4 separate regions of the Mus musculus genome follow, and regions 1, 2 and 4 are each linked to region 3. Evidence: chromatin contacts called from public promoter capture Hi-C data. All regions are on one chromosome and are shown on one strand. The core of a region is the stretch at or near the end of the contact, and the rest is flanking DNA. Distances in the headings are between cores, read along the strand shown.

Region 1 (3,256 bases), core at 757-3,256, 2.4 Mb before region 3:
ACTTTGGGGAGCACTTGAAGGGGTTGTCCACCTAGCACTGACCACACGGTGCCTTCTCAGCACAGGTCCAGTAGGTCTATACTCTCTTCTTGGAAGCATGTGATGGTCTCTGACGAAGTGTCTAGCTCTCTCACCCTCCTCAACTCCTCACAGAGAATGCGATCTAAGATACAGATCTAGTCCTGTCACTCCTCAGCTAAAAGCTTACTGGCCTCTTGTGCACTAGACACAAAGTTCCAAATGATCCATGAGATGTTCATTTTTTTTTATTAACTTATATTGCTTTACTTTGTGCCCTGTCGGCTTCCATACCACTCTACTGACACAGCTAAGGTTGTCTCTCTCTGACTCTCTGTACTTCTCTCCAAATAGCATCTCCCATTTTACATGACTAAGCCTCCCTCCCCCTTTCTGTCCTTCCAGTCACTATCCTCCTGTCACTACTGCTCAGGCTTCCCAGACTGAGCTAGCAGCTTCCCCACTGGGCTCCCTCAGCATTCAGTTTCTGTTGCTTTTGTAGATCACATTTCACCTATCTGCTTGCAGGTCAGTTTCCTCTAGCTGGACAGTGAACTAGTTCGGATAAGAACCTCTTTATTAGGTGTTAGCGCAACTCTCCATAATGACTCTTTTTACCATGGCCAGTGGTTTGCAAATGAGGACGAATACAAATGACCCAAGGTCGGGCAACCAGAAAGCAGCGGCACCAGAATCTGAATTTAAGGAGTCCAGAGCAAGGTTGACACACACTTTTAATCCCAGGCTTTAAGGAGTGAGCCTCCAAAGCCTACGAATACTACACAGCACTAGGCTCTACAGGCAGGGCCCTTTTGTTATGAGAAAAATGAATGAATGAATGAATGAATGAATGGGGACTATCTCTGGCAGAGATAGTCTAATCCACAATCAAATAACAGGGCCTTTAAGGAGGAACTCACAACGTTGTTTATAAATAAGGGCTATAGGATTTTGCTCTTCCTTATCTCATGCAAAACTACTCAGCCGAGAGGGAAAGGCGCCCAGCCCAGCGTGACTACCCTCTTCCTCAATGATTCTCAAAACCAGCAAAGCCAACCGGTTTCCTCCAGTGACTTAAAACAGAGCAAAGTCTATCCTGCCACCGAAGGTGGCTGTCAGCTCTTCCTTCTGCCAACAACCTGGGGGAGTGGGGGTGGACGGAGAAGCCACCGGGAATCCGAAAGCTCCTACCCAAGATTGAAAGGTGGGGCCAAGCATCGTAGGAATGGGCGGGCCTGACCAGGATGGCAGGTGAAACACTGACCACAGCAAGCTCTCCCACGGTGAAGACCGGCCCAACGTGGATCTGGCAAGCAGGTTGCTGTGACTCGCACCTGAACGCCGCCCAGGATGTGAAAATTCCCCAGCAGCGATGGTGTTGGTGCCAACGGGTGAGGGCTCCAGGAGGAAAACCTTGGCTGGCTCTCCTTGGGGACTCGTTCTAACTTTCAAGTCACTCTCTAGGTCAGGAGAGAAGCATGGAGAGGAGGAGCGGGTCTCTCTGGGAGAAAAACTAGAGCGGGCCAAACGCCGGCTGCTTCGATGACTGGTTGAGTGGGTCTGGGCAAGGCGAGCAGTGCCCATTTCCCAGGGCTGCGGCAAAAGACCGAGGCTCCCGGCAGCCGACGCCCCCGCTGCCGGGAAGGACAGACCTCCAGTGGCGGAGGGGGAATTCACTATAGCCGTTCTGGTCGCGCCGGTCAGCTTCGGGCTGTCACCGGGGTCCCTCCGCCACGGTGGCCCGCCCCGCCAGCACGCAGCCCCCACCCGGCTCCGCGTCCCGGGACCCCGAACTCACCTTTCCCGGGGAATCAGCGCTCCTTGCCCATAGTCCGCAGCCCAGAGTCGGGGCTGCTCGGCGCTCCGTCCCGGGGGCCGGGGCCGGGCCGGGGGCGTGGGAGCCGCTCACCGCCGCCTCCCAGCGCAGCCGCCAGAGCTGCCGCCGCCGCCTCCCTCCATGGCTGCGGCGCCGCCACCTGACAACGGAAGTGACGCATAGGCTCTCGGCCCCGCCTCCCGCCCCCTCGCCTGAGTTTGGGGTTGGTGCGCCATCTTCAGGATGGGCGGAAGCCTTCAGGCAGGAAGCCCAGATAAGATCGCCAATTGGTTCTGGGTGGAGTCTGGGTCGAAATCTGTAAAGTGATTGGACAGTCAGGGGGCGGTACTTACCGCTAATCTACATCTACAGTGGGACTGGGACAGAGGCGCCGGTCCGCCTTGGCTCTGCAGAACCTCACCGACTTATGCTCTCCTTGCTGGGGTTGGGGACGTCTCTAAGTGGTTGCAAAACCCGCCAACTGCACTGCATTCTTTAGAAAAGTAGTCTTTCTTTGCTCCCCATTTCTCGGCTTCTGGAAATTTGTGTGGGAAAGTGCTGAAGTTGGGTACAAGAGAAGTCAAGAATTGGCTGTCGCTACTGTCACAATTCATTTCACTTTAGGCCCTTCAGAAACCCCAAAGATGGCCAAGTTCATCTTGGACATCCCTAGAGTCTTGTCCAGGGAGATTGCAGTGAAGAGTTCCAATGAACGACTTCAGCCGGCTGTCTACCTCACTCCCTCCTGCCAGTTTCCGTCCTTTCTCCTCCTTCAGCAGCCACGCCCTCCATGAATCAGCTTCTTGCACCAGCAGATGAGCCCTTTAAAGGGATTGCATCAGTCTGGTGACTCACTGGGGGCCCTCGAAAATCCTGGCTTCCGTCCACTGCCGTGTAGAAGCGGCCAGAAGGGCTCGGTGGCAGCAGTACCAGCGGCCATAGTCCCACTCCTTTGTCTCAGAGTTAACAAGTGTACTTGATGACACTCTTCCCTCCCCTGGGTCATTCTGGATCCACGTGTAGACACACGTGGACACGACTAAGCCCTGCTAGGACACCGAAGGCTGGTCTTCATAATGAAGTCCCAGCCTGAATCCTTTCTTAATGTCTTTGATTGGCTTGGTGGCCATTCAGCTGCAGATAATGCTGAATAACTAGTAATGATACCAGCTCCTAAGGCCCTGTCTTATGCAAAATGAGGCACTTTTAGAGACCTGTTAACAAATGCAGAAGGTAGCACTCAGAGAGAGAGGGTAACCTCTGCCGTGACACCCAGCTAATAATGGCTGGGCTGTGGTTTGAAGAAAGTTTCGTGGGTTCCAAAAAGGCTAGAGCTTGAATCCCCATTGTATCACTTACAAACTAGGTAATTCAGTGTAAATCCTGGCTGCCCAAGTGGGGATAACACATTACACCAACCAT
Region 2 (2,984 bases), core at 82-2,581, 2.3 Mb before region 3:
GTGCAGGAATAGAAACCCTGACTAAGACAGTGTCCTAATCGGAGGGCCCCAACGTGTTCTGCCTAGGACTTGGTCTCCATTTAGACAGGAGTGGAAGGTTGTCGGCAATTTTGAGGAGAGACATACTAGACATATTTGCATTTTATAAAGCCCCACTAGACATATTTGCATTTTGTAAAGCCCCTGGTAGCAAGGCTGGGAATGAATGGAAGGGAGTGGTCCAGAGGGTTCTCTTGTCTGTTTACGTATGCACTTACACAAAATCAGACACACCATCTGAATGTGCCTGTTTAACATCAATGGAGGGGACATAAGCTGTTGGGAGGAAATCGAGCTTTCATTAGTGTTCAGTTGTCCTTTAGATAAATGTTTACTCCTCTGCCTACAAATACAATAGCCCAGCAAATTTGGTGAACAAAGTTGTTTGCTGAGAAGTAAGATAGACTGGCAGCGTGTTTTGGGTGGTCGTTTCTCTCTGCACTACACATGGCATAATTTTGCATTTTATAAGCCTTCCAAAAGTATTTTCACAATTGCAACCCCTTCCAACACTTGCAAAATCAAGAAGCATGTTTTCGTTCTTATCTATATTATTTTGGGGCCCTACATTTCTAGAAATGGCTTCTGAAATGAGCATGACCAGGCTTCTGCTTACGTAGGAGGACAGAGACGCGGGCGTCCCCATCTGTTTTGTGGGGGTTAACGGATGGTTATACCTGCCAAAAGTATCTTGTCAACTGTAACTACTTTTGGAAATAGACAGATTTCCAGAGACTGGGAAATCGAGGGCTCAGGCACTGTAAGTATGTCCAATGTATTAGGCTTCTCTGTGGGGAAATGCTCTTTTGGAGAATTAATTTGACTCCGGAGGGCTTCCAACTGCATGGGCTCTGCGTCTTTTGAGAAAGATACCCGGCTGTCAAAGAGAAGTGCGCAGAGGCATCGGTTTGGCTATTGGGATGAGGGGAAGGGGGTCAGGTGCCGGTCGGCCTGGGTATCAGGACGGAGGTTGGAGGGGGGCTGGTGCTAGGCTGCGGTTCTGTATAGGGACATTTAGTGCGGTGAGGAAGGGAACAGATCAAGGCTGCGGGGGCGTTACTTACCTTTGCGGGCCTTGTCTCCGGGGATGTTCTGGGCCCTCAGTCGCTGGTCTAGGACGTAAAGCATCTCCCCGCCCAAGTTCAAAAAGAGCAGCGGCAGAGTCCGAACCGACATAGTGCCGGAAACCCGCAGGGTAGATGAAGGAAGAACCCCAGGGTTTGTGATTTAGCAGCCTGGAGGCCCCTACGCGTCCATAGCCCGGTTGCTGGGGCAACGCCGGGAACAGAAAGGCGAACCAATCACATGGTGGATTGATAGGAGGTGGCCGAAGACCGGCGCTTATTGGGTTAAGTGACAAAGATCGCTTCAGGGGATTGGTTCAAACGGAGGCGCGCACCTTTGGCCTCCCGGGAGCGCTGGTTTTGAGTTTTCCAGTTTAGCTTTGGTGTCGCCGGGAGCGTTCCAGCCAGCCGCGCGTATCTGCCGTGGCCCAGCCATCGCACCGGAAACTAGGAAAATCAACCCCAGCGTCTTCGGAGTCGTTCGCCTAGAGTCGTCTAGCGTCCCGGTCCGCCATGGCCTGCTGTGCTGCGGGCAGATTTGTGAACTATCTCCCAGGGACGTGCAGAGGAACCAGTGAGGTCATGGCAAGCGCCACGAAGGCATTCTGAGTTATTATAATCCCTCATCTCGATTAGTTATATCATTTGTCTCCTTTCTAACCCCTCCTGGAAGCGATGTTACGCCGGATTTACTACTCAGTGAGGCAACCCAGCCCGGCCCTCCTAGCAACTTAAGTAGCACCCTCGCGTTTCTTCACCTACGGCTGGACCTTTTCAGACGATTCGTCATCAGTGTTTCTGCTAAGCACTTCTCTCTCCAGCCACAGCAATCTTGAGACTTGAGCTTTGGAACCTACATCCACCTCCTTTAATAATCAGCCACTTCCTCCTTTTCCTTGTAGAATCCTCGCATTCCTTAATTCCCCTTTCTGCATTCCTACGTTCCTCTGTGTCACTGCTCTGATGCTGTTGGACTAAATTTCAAAAGGCGCCGCTTACAAAACACAGCTCATTCCTTCAATGTCTTCCTTCCTGCTTGTGGCATCCTCCACGTCACACCTTCTAGTCGTTTTTCTTTCCTCCCAAGAGCCAAACTTTTTAAAATTGTCTAGTACAACTTGAACCTTTTTGTTTTGTTTTGAAACAGGGTTTCTCTGTGTTGTCCTGGCTGTCCTGGAACTTGCTCTGTAGACCAGGCTGGCTTCAAACTCGGAGATCCACCTGCTTCAGGCTCTGGGAGTGCTGTGACCCGGCACATGAGCTTAACACCTCAGCCCCACCTGTAATAAACATCTTTATCTTCTGGTGGGCCTTATGCATTTTGTTATCTGCCCAGCTTCCAACACTATCTCAAGTTTTGGCAGAACACGGTCCCTTTCAGAGTTTGCCTCTGTGTACTGTCAGACTGGATAGGGTCAAGACAGAGCAGCAAGGTGTGGCTGCACTTGCCTTTGATCCCAGCACTTTGTAAGCAGAGTCCAGCCTGGTCTACATAGCAAGTTCTAGGACAGTCAGGACTGGGTCCCTGTCTTTAAAACCAACAAAAATCAGGCTGGAGAGATGGCTCAGCGGTTAAGATCACTGACTGCTCTTCCGAAGGTCCTGAGTTCAATTCCCAGCAACCACATGGTAGCTCACACCCATCCGTAACGAGATCTGGCGCCCTCTTCTGGAGTGTCTGAAGACAGCTACAGTGTACTTACATATAATAAATGAATAAATCTTTAAAAACAAAAATCCAAAACCAGAGAGAGCTAGGTTTGAACACTAGTCAGCTTTCAAAATTGGACAAGTTGTCTATGTTTCGTAAGCCTGTTTTCAATAGAAAATAGGACAGTGGCCGCAAAAACCTTTAATCTCAGCACTTGGAAGGCAGAGGCA
Region 3 (3,288 bases), core at 44-2,543:
TAAAATAAACTTAACATGGGTAATGTGCCTAGGGAGGCTTGAATCCCAATATGGCAAAACAAACAGAAAACCAGCAATTTGGTATGCTGTGCTGTCTTATATTTTACAGAAATAAATGTGAAAGTATATGACCTATGTTATGATCTTTAAAGAGTTTGTAGAAACGGAAGAGGACTCAGAGAAAAGCAACCAAAACGAACAGGAGGAGAAGGAAGAAGAGGCGGAGAAGGAGGAGGAAGATTGGAGATAGTATGCCTTTATTGTCTAACCCCAAGTGTGTTGAAGTACTGTGACAGCCATCTTGGCAATTAGAAATGAGTATCTAAAATTTGGACTGTTCTAGAAAAATCTGTTACAGAGATAATGTTAAAGCCAGATTACAGGAATCACAGCCACTAATATACAAATAATTACAGAAAGGCTTTGAATGTGGAGGTGTTGTTCTGATGACTCTATTGATGTATTTGAAAGCACTGGAGTTACTCCCCAGGAAAATTACAACCAGAGTTCCCTAAAGCAGAACCTCCCTGTTTTCTATTCATTTGCTGAATATCAAAAGCATTTTCCAGCCAACAGTACGGCAGAGAATCTCGATTGACCCGAGGAAGAACCAGTCTGAGTTGCCAAGTCGGATGAGGAAGCCAACTGCCAAATCAGCTATCAGGGGAAGTTCCTAACACCCTGGTATCACTTGGTTAGACAGTTTAAGCCAGTGAGTTTTCTGGTAGGATTGTTTTTTGTTTTTTTTTTTTTCCTTTTAATCCTTTTTTGCGTAACACATATCCATTTAGTGATCCGATTAATGGCCGGGTCATCTATCCCCAAAATACATTCATTTGTAACACACCTCCCCTTCCAATTTTGCCCATGATTGCACAGGGTTCGTGGATTAAATAAAGTCTATCCTTAGATAACCCGGTTATGTTTGTGAAGATTTCCTGGGACTCAAGACAAAATCCTTTGATAACCCTTTAGAATCACCTCTTTTATCGGTCACGCGGCCAAGGGAACCCCGGTCTCCCAGGGTCTCTCCCATCCCCCGCCCCCGAGGCCCCTGCCGCGCAGGTGCGAAAGACCTCCCAGGCCACTCCGGCAGAGAGCGTGAAGGGGGGGGCCCTGGGAGGGGCGGGGGCGGGGGTGTTGCTAGGCGACCACGCTCTCCGCCCAGACCGGCCTACTTCTTCCGCAGGGGGCGCCATGGGCCGAGCCCAGGCTCGCGGGCCTCCCGGATCGGCCCTTTTCCGACTTCTTCCCCTCTGCCGGGCGGTGGCGCACGCCCGTGACGTCACAGGAGGCGGGGCCAGCGCGGCTGCCGGGTGCCGGAGGCGCCATTGGAGCCGGCTTGGCTTGGGAGCCGTAGCTGAAGAGTTGGATCCAGGGCAGTCCTTGCTGCCGCGTCTGCGTCTGGTCTCTGGCCCTTCCGCGGGATGGCGTGCGGGGCGACACTGAAGCGGCCCATGGAGTTCGAGGCGGCGCTGCTGAGCCCCGGTTCCCCGAAGCGGCGACGCTGCGCCCCTCTGCCCGGCCCCACTCCGGGCCTCAGGCCCCCGGACGCCGAGCCGCCGCCGCTTCAGATGCAGACGCCGCCGGCGAGCCTCCAGCAGCCTGCCCCACCCGGCAGCGAGCGTCGTCTTCCAACTCCCGGTAACCTGCGCTGCTGCTGCGGACTTGGCAGGAAGCCAGGCCCGGGCGTGGGGGGCGGGGAGGGTGCGGGGGTCGTGGACACCGGCCGAGATCACCTCCGCACCCCATATCGGCCTTGGGAGAAAAAGGAACTGGGGTGCTGCTGGGCCCGGTTGCTTCCGGGGACGAGAGACATCCGGGAAGGGCAGTGACCCCACAGTGTCGGTTTTCGGGTTTCCTGGAGCTGGAGAGTCTGAGGGGTGGGCACCAAAATGAGGTGGGGATACCCCAGACCGCCGAAGGCTCTTGGTGTCCCTGAAGCCCCTCCTGCCTCCGCTTGTGCGGAACCTCCCGGGAGATCCAGTGGGCCATGGAAAATTGGATTCTGCTCACGAACCCAGCCATGAGTGGGGCGGGAGACGGATAGAGGGGAAGGGGCGTGAGCGTATGTAGCGCCGCAAGGTGCTTTTAGGAAGACTTGATTTCTAGAATTCTTTAGGGAGCAGAAGCCATGGAATGCAATTTCAACCAGACTATTTCTTAAGAGACGGACTGACCTTGTTTTATCGTGTGGCTATTGTCTTGTTTCGGGTATGGCTTGAAGTGGGTAGTTGGTTGGCTAGTATTTGAGAATCCTTAAGTATACAGAGATTCTGTACTCAAAATTCAAATATCTAATACAGTGACTCGACTTGAGTAAGGCACTTCGTTTTAGACAAGGCAAAAAGAAGGACTCATGGGGCAGTAAAGATGCCTATCATATTGCAGTAGGAGGAGGGAACGCGCTTCAGCACCCATATTCAGCAAATTAGAGGGATCCCAGAAATAATCCCTCAAAAGTGGATTTGGCCAAGTTGTTTCTTTGTTTTCTTCTTATTGTTGTTCCTCAAGCATTAGGAAAACCTGCAGTCCCTTTAAATCATTTTTCCCCCTTACATCTTGCAGTCTCTAGTGCCTCTAGTTTTCATTTCCTCCTTCCTGTGCTTAGCCCCTCAAGGATACTGCTGCCACCAGCAGTCCTCTCGAGCTTTACCTGTGTTCACGTCGTCGTATCATCCATTTCCTTTAACTGTGGCTCTGCTCTTTCCACTAGACCTGCTTTCTCCATCTTTTCCTTGAGGTTGTTAATCTGAATAGTCTTTCACTTTGCTGTTTTGTGACAGTGTCTCACTCTCTAGACTGGCCTGGAACCCACAGTGTGGTCCAGGCCTGTCTTGAACTCAGCAGCCCTCCTGCCCCAGCCTCACAAGTGACTGGAATTACAGACTTGTAACCCATCACGGCTGATTCCAAGAATCATTTCTAAATAGAGTCTTGCATCCATTACCTAGTCTGACCCACAATGCAATCTTTTCAATTTAAATTCCCTGGTGACTTAATGTTATATATAGCCTCACCCACAGAATGACTGAACAGTTGGAAGATTTTTTTTTTTTTTTTTTGCTTGTTTGTTTTTATGAAGGGCCCCAAAAGCAGGGGCAGGCAAGGCTGAGGCAGGAAGATCAAGTGAACCTAAAAATTCTACACCAGCCAGAGCCTCATAGGAAGACCCCCATTTCAAAAAGGCAGAGGCATAAATGTCTGTTGAAACAAAAATTTTATTTCCTCAGTACTTAATTTTCTATACCATTTGTGTAGTGGTCCAGCTGAGCACAGTTGTTTAGT
Region 4 (2,885 bases), core at 239-2,738, 2.7 Mb after region 3:
AGTTAGATACTCACGTCGATGCCATCTGAACCAGGCACTCCTGGTGGCCCTGGTGGCCCTGGAGGACCCGGCTCCCCTGGTGGACCTCTCTGAAAATACACAAGAGTGCAGCCCTCAGACAGTACGCAGAACTGGGCTCCCAGGGGCTGCTGGAGACCCCGAGAGCAAAGGTGACTAGGGCAGCATCTCCCCAAGGAGATGGTGCTTCATGGGGAGTTTGTTGAGCAGCTACTGTGTGTCAGGCACTGTGTGCCATTATGCTCTGTTACTTTATGAACTACTCAGAACTCGGGGGGGGGTACTATTAGGGGTGACAAGCAGAGGGTGAGGAAACACAAAAAGACTCAAGGCTCGTGATCACTGCAAGTGAATGCTGAAACCGTGATTACACCCTAGGTTGGCTGGCTTCTTCCCCTGGGTCACACGGTCTTTGCACTGTCACGATAGGAAATAGATGAAGACATCATTTGCTCAAATCACAGATGATGTGCAAGATGGCACCTAGCCAACGATGGCCGTTCGAACTATTGCTGTTTTCTAACCAACAACAGGTATAGCGGTGAACTGGCACCTCTCCCTCGTCCCTGGTGCAGGTAAAGAGACCTCAGAGAAGAAGGAAAGCTGGGACTCTTCCCACCCAATCCTCCCTAAGGTAGCGAACCAGCCCCGACTCAGGAAGTCCACGCGTGCCAGATGCTGGCGCCAGGTGCCCTCCCCAGGTTAAGATGTGCCAGGCTGGCGCCTCACAGGCGAACTGTACCCCTACACTAGCACTGCTTGGTGAGCGGGCCCAGCATCCCCATTTGGTCCTAAACCGGGCATCTCTTTCCTAGGGCCCAGCTGTCCCTGCGAAGTGAGGCAGAAGCCCACAGTCAGGAAACGGACATATTGGGGCGACAGGGAAGTCTGGCTGGAGCCTGGGTCCCTTAGGAGACTCCGGGGGCGGAGGCTCCGCTGTCGACTGAATAGCCACCATTGTCTCCGCACCACCTGGGCTCTCTCCACTGCCAGGCCCCCGCGCCATCTCCTGCTCGACGCTGCCTGTCCCAGGCAAGGCCAAGCATCCCGAGGCAAGGTCCCTCTGGTTCCCGGACTAGTCAATCTCCCTTCACCGCGAGCGGTTTGCCGGGTATGCATCACCCCAGCGGCTCTGTCCTCAGCTGCCCCTCAGGCTAGGGACAGACTAGAACAGGTCCTAAAGACTCCAGGATCCTAAACCCAGGCTCTGCACCAGGGACGGCGGAGACAGAGAAGTGACAGGACTTACGATCTGAGCCAGGGCGAGCCACAGCACCTGGAGGAGAACGAACAGGCTGCGGGGCGCGGGCACGGCGGTCATGGCGAACAGCGGGTTCTGGAGCGGGGGTCCAAGCACCGATGGCGGGGGCTGCTTTCGGAGCCTCGGACTGGATCTCCCGAAAACGCAGCTAGACGGGCCGGGGCGGGGACCTGCAGGCCTGTCACCTGAGAGCACTGTGGGGAGGAACTGTCCAGCTCCGCCCGGTCAGGGGCGGATCTTCTGTGCCCACCCTGGGTCTGCATTCTGAGTTTGACCAGACGCCCCAGCTGGGAAGTCCCGGGGGCATCTCGGGGTACGGGACTACTTTCTGTGTGAAGAGCAGAAGTCCATTCGAAGTCCCTTTCCTCCTTGCCTCCAAGATCAAAGCCTTCCTCCTGGCCCTCAGCCCCATCCTTTCCCCGGGCAAGCTTGTCTGGGTCCTTTATCCTCCAGAGCCTCAACCATCTCAGGTTCTGGAGACCTGGCCAGGACTCCACCAACTCCATCTTTTCTAAATTGGCTCAGTCCTCTCCACAAACAATCAGGTCCCTGCCATATTAAAACACACCAACATCTTTCTTGAATCTGCCACCTCGGGAATTCCCCATCTGCCTCTTCTCTCCCCCTCCACCATCAATTCCATTAGAGTTGTCTGTGGCCTCTAAATTTCCCTTTCCTCTCGCCTCCCTGCTTCCATCGACCAGTGCGATCCGAACATCTTCCATCCTTGAGGCATCCTGTTAGCATTTGGATCTGCCCTTGGCAATGCCAGTCCTTCACGTCTTCTCTCCCAAGCATCCACCAGGCATCCACCCCATGTGACCTTGTACAGTTATATCCTTTGAAGACAAGTTTTTATCTATGCGAATGAGTGTTTTGCCCTCAGGTATGACCCTGTCCCATGGGGGACCAGACATCCTTGGAACTGGAGTTGTAGAAAGGTGTAAGCTCCTACGTGGGTGCTGGCAACAACCTGGGTTTTTGCAAGAAGAGCACGAGCTCTTCAGCAGGGAGCCATCTCTCCAGATCCCTACAATTACATATTAAGGAGGAGTACATGTTCTATGAAAAGTGTCCCTTAGACTATCAAACACCACAATGCATAGTCACACAAACTAAAATGGACCTGGGCTATCTAACCGTGTGGAACCACCTGCATGTGTGAGGTCCACTGTCAGCCAAGTGACACGATTGTCTTTCTCCTCAGCGGCACCTGCATGCTGCTGTCTCCTGGACTGGGAGAGACTTCTCCCTCACCCCCTTTCAACTGACCTCCCAAGTTCATGGAAACAGCCACCACTTTATTCAGTAACACCCCAAACCCACCTGTCTGGTCACCTCGGTCCAGAGCCCCTTTCTCCTCTCCTTCTCTTCCACTCACTGGCTAAGGGCAGTGGATCTCATGCAGCCACTAACCACAGTTATGACCACAGACACCTCCATGACATAAATGAAGTCTTAGTTTCCTCCTCTGTAACTGGGAACAACATGGTCCCTATCTTAAAGAATTTGCTTGAAGATTGAAGGAGCTGATGGTGGCAGCTGCTTAATGTGACAGCAGTGCGCTGTGACCCTCAGTATCATTTGCTCTTGGTATCCAACTGGC

What was found. Promoter capture Hi-C pulls out the DNA fragments that hold promoters and counts their contacts.
Region 1: a promoter capture Hi-C map of liver shows a contact between it and region 3, with 2.8 times the contacts expected there. The contact joins the promoter of Stk40 here to the promoter of Akirin1 in region 3. A contact is called at or near these places in 2 of 39 promoter capture datasets (both in liver).
Region 2: a promoter capture Hi-C map of liver shows a contact between it and region 3, with 4 times the contacts expected there. The contact joins the promoter of Oscp1 here to the promoter of Akirin1 in region 3. A contact is called at or near these places in 3 of 39 promoter capture datasets (hippocampal neurons and liver) and 1 of 115 datasets of contacts at active chromatin or transcription factors (embryonic forebrain).
Region 4: a contact with region 3 is called in a promoter capture Hi-C map of pre-B cells, with 4 times the contacts expected there. The contact joins the promoter of Col9a2 here to the promoter of Akirin1 in region 3. A contact is called at or near these places in 1 of 39 promoter capture datasets (pre-B cells) and 1 of 115 datasets of contacts at active chromatin or transcription factors (large pre-B cells).

The regions. Positions count from the first base shown.
Region 1 is chr4:126,102,707-126,105,962 of GRCm38.p6, reverse strand. It overlaps Stk40 (serine/threonine kinase 40), which reads right to left and starts at 2,006. Exons shown (of 11, transcript NM_028800.3): 1 at 1,817-2,006.
Region 2 is chr4:126,056,912-126,059,895 of GRCm38.p6, reverse strand. Oscp1 (organic solute carrier partner 1) reads right to left here and starts at 1,331. Exons shown (of 10, transcript NM_172701.3): 1 at 1,104-1,331. The coding sequence starts at 1,215.
Region 3 is chr4:123,748,304-123,751,591 of GRCm38.p6, reverse strand. Akirin1 (akirin 1) reads left to right here and starts at 1,293. Exons shown (of 5, transcript NM_023423.3): 1 at 1,293-1,644. The coding sequence starts at 1,428.
Region 4 is chr4:121,038,169-121,041,053 of GRCm38.p6, reverse strand. Col9a2 (collagen, type IX, alpha 2) reads right to left here and starts at 1,488. Exons shown (of 32, transcript NM_007741.2): 1 at 1,268-1,488; 2 at 15-89. The coding sequence starts at 1,339.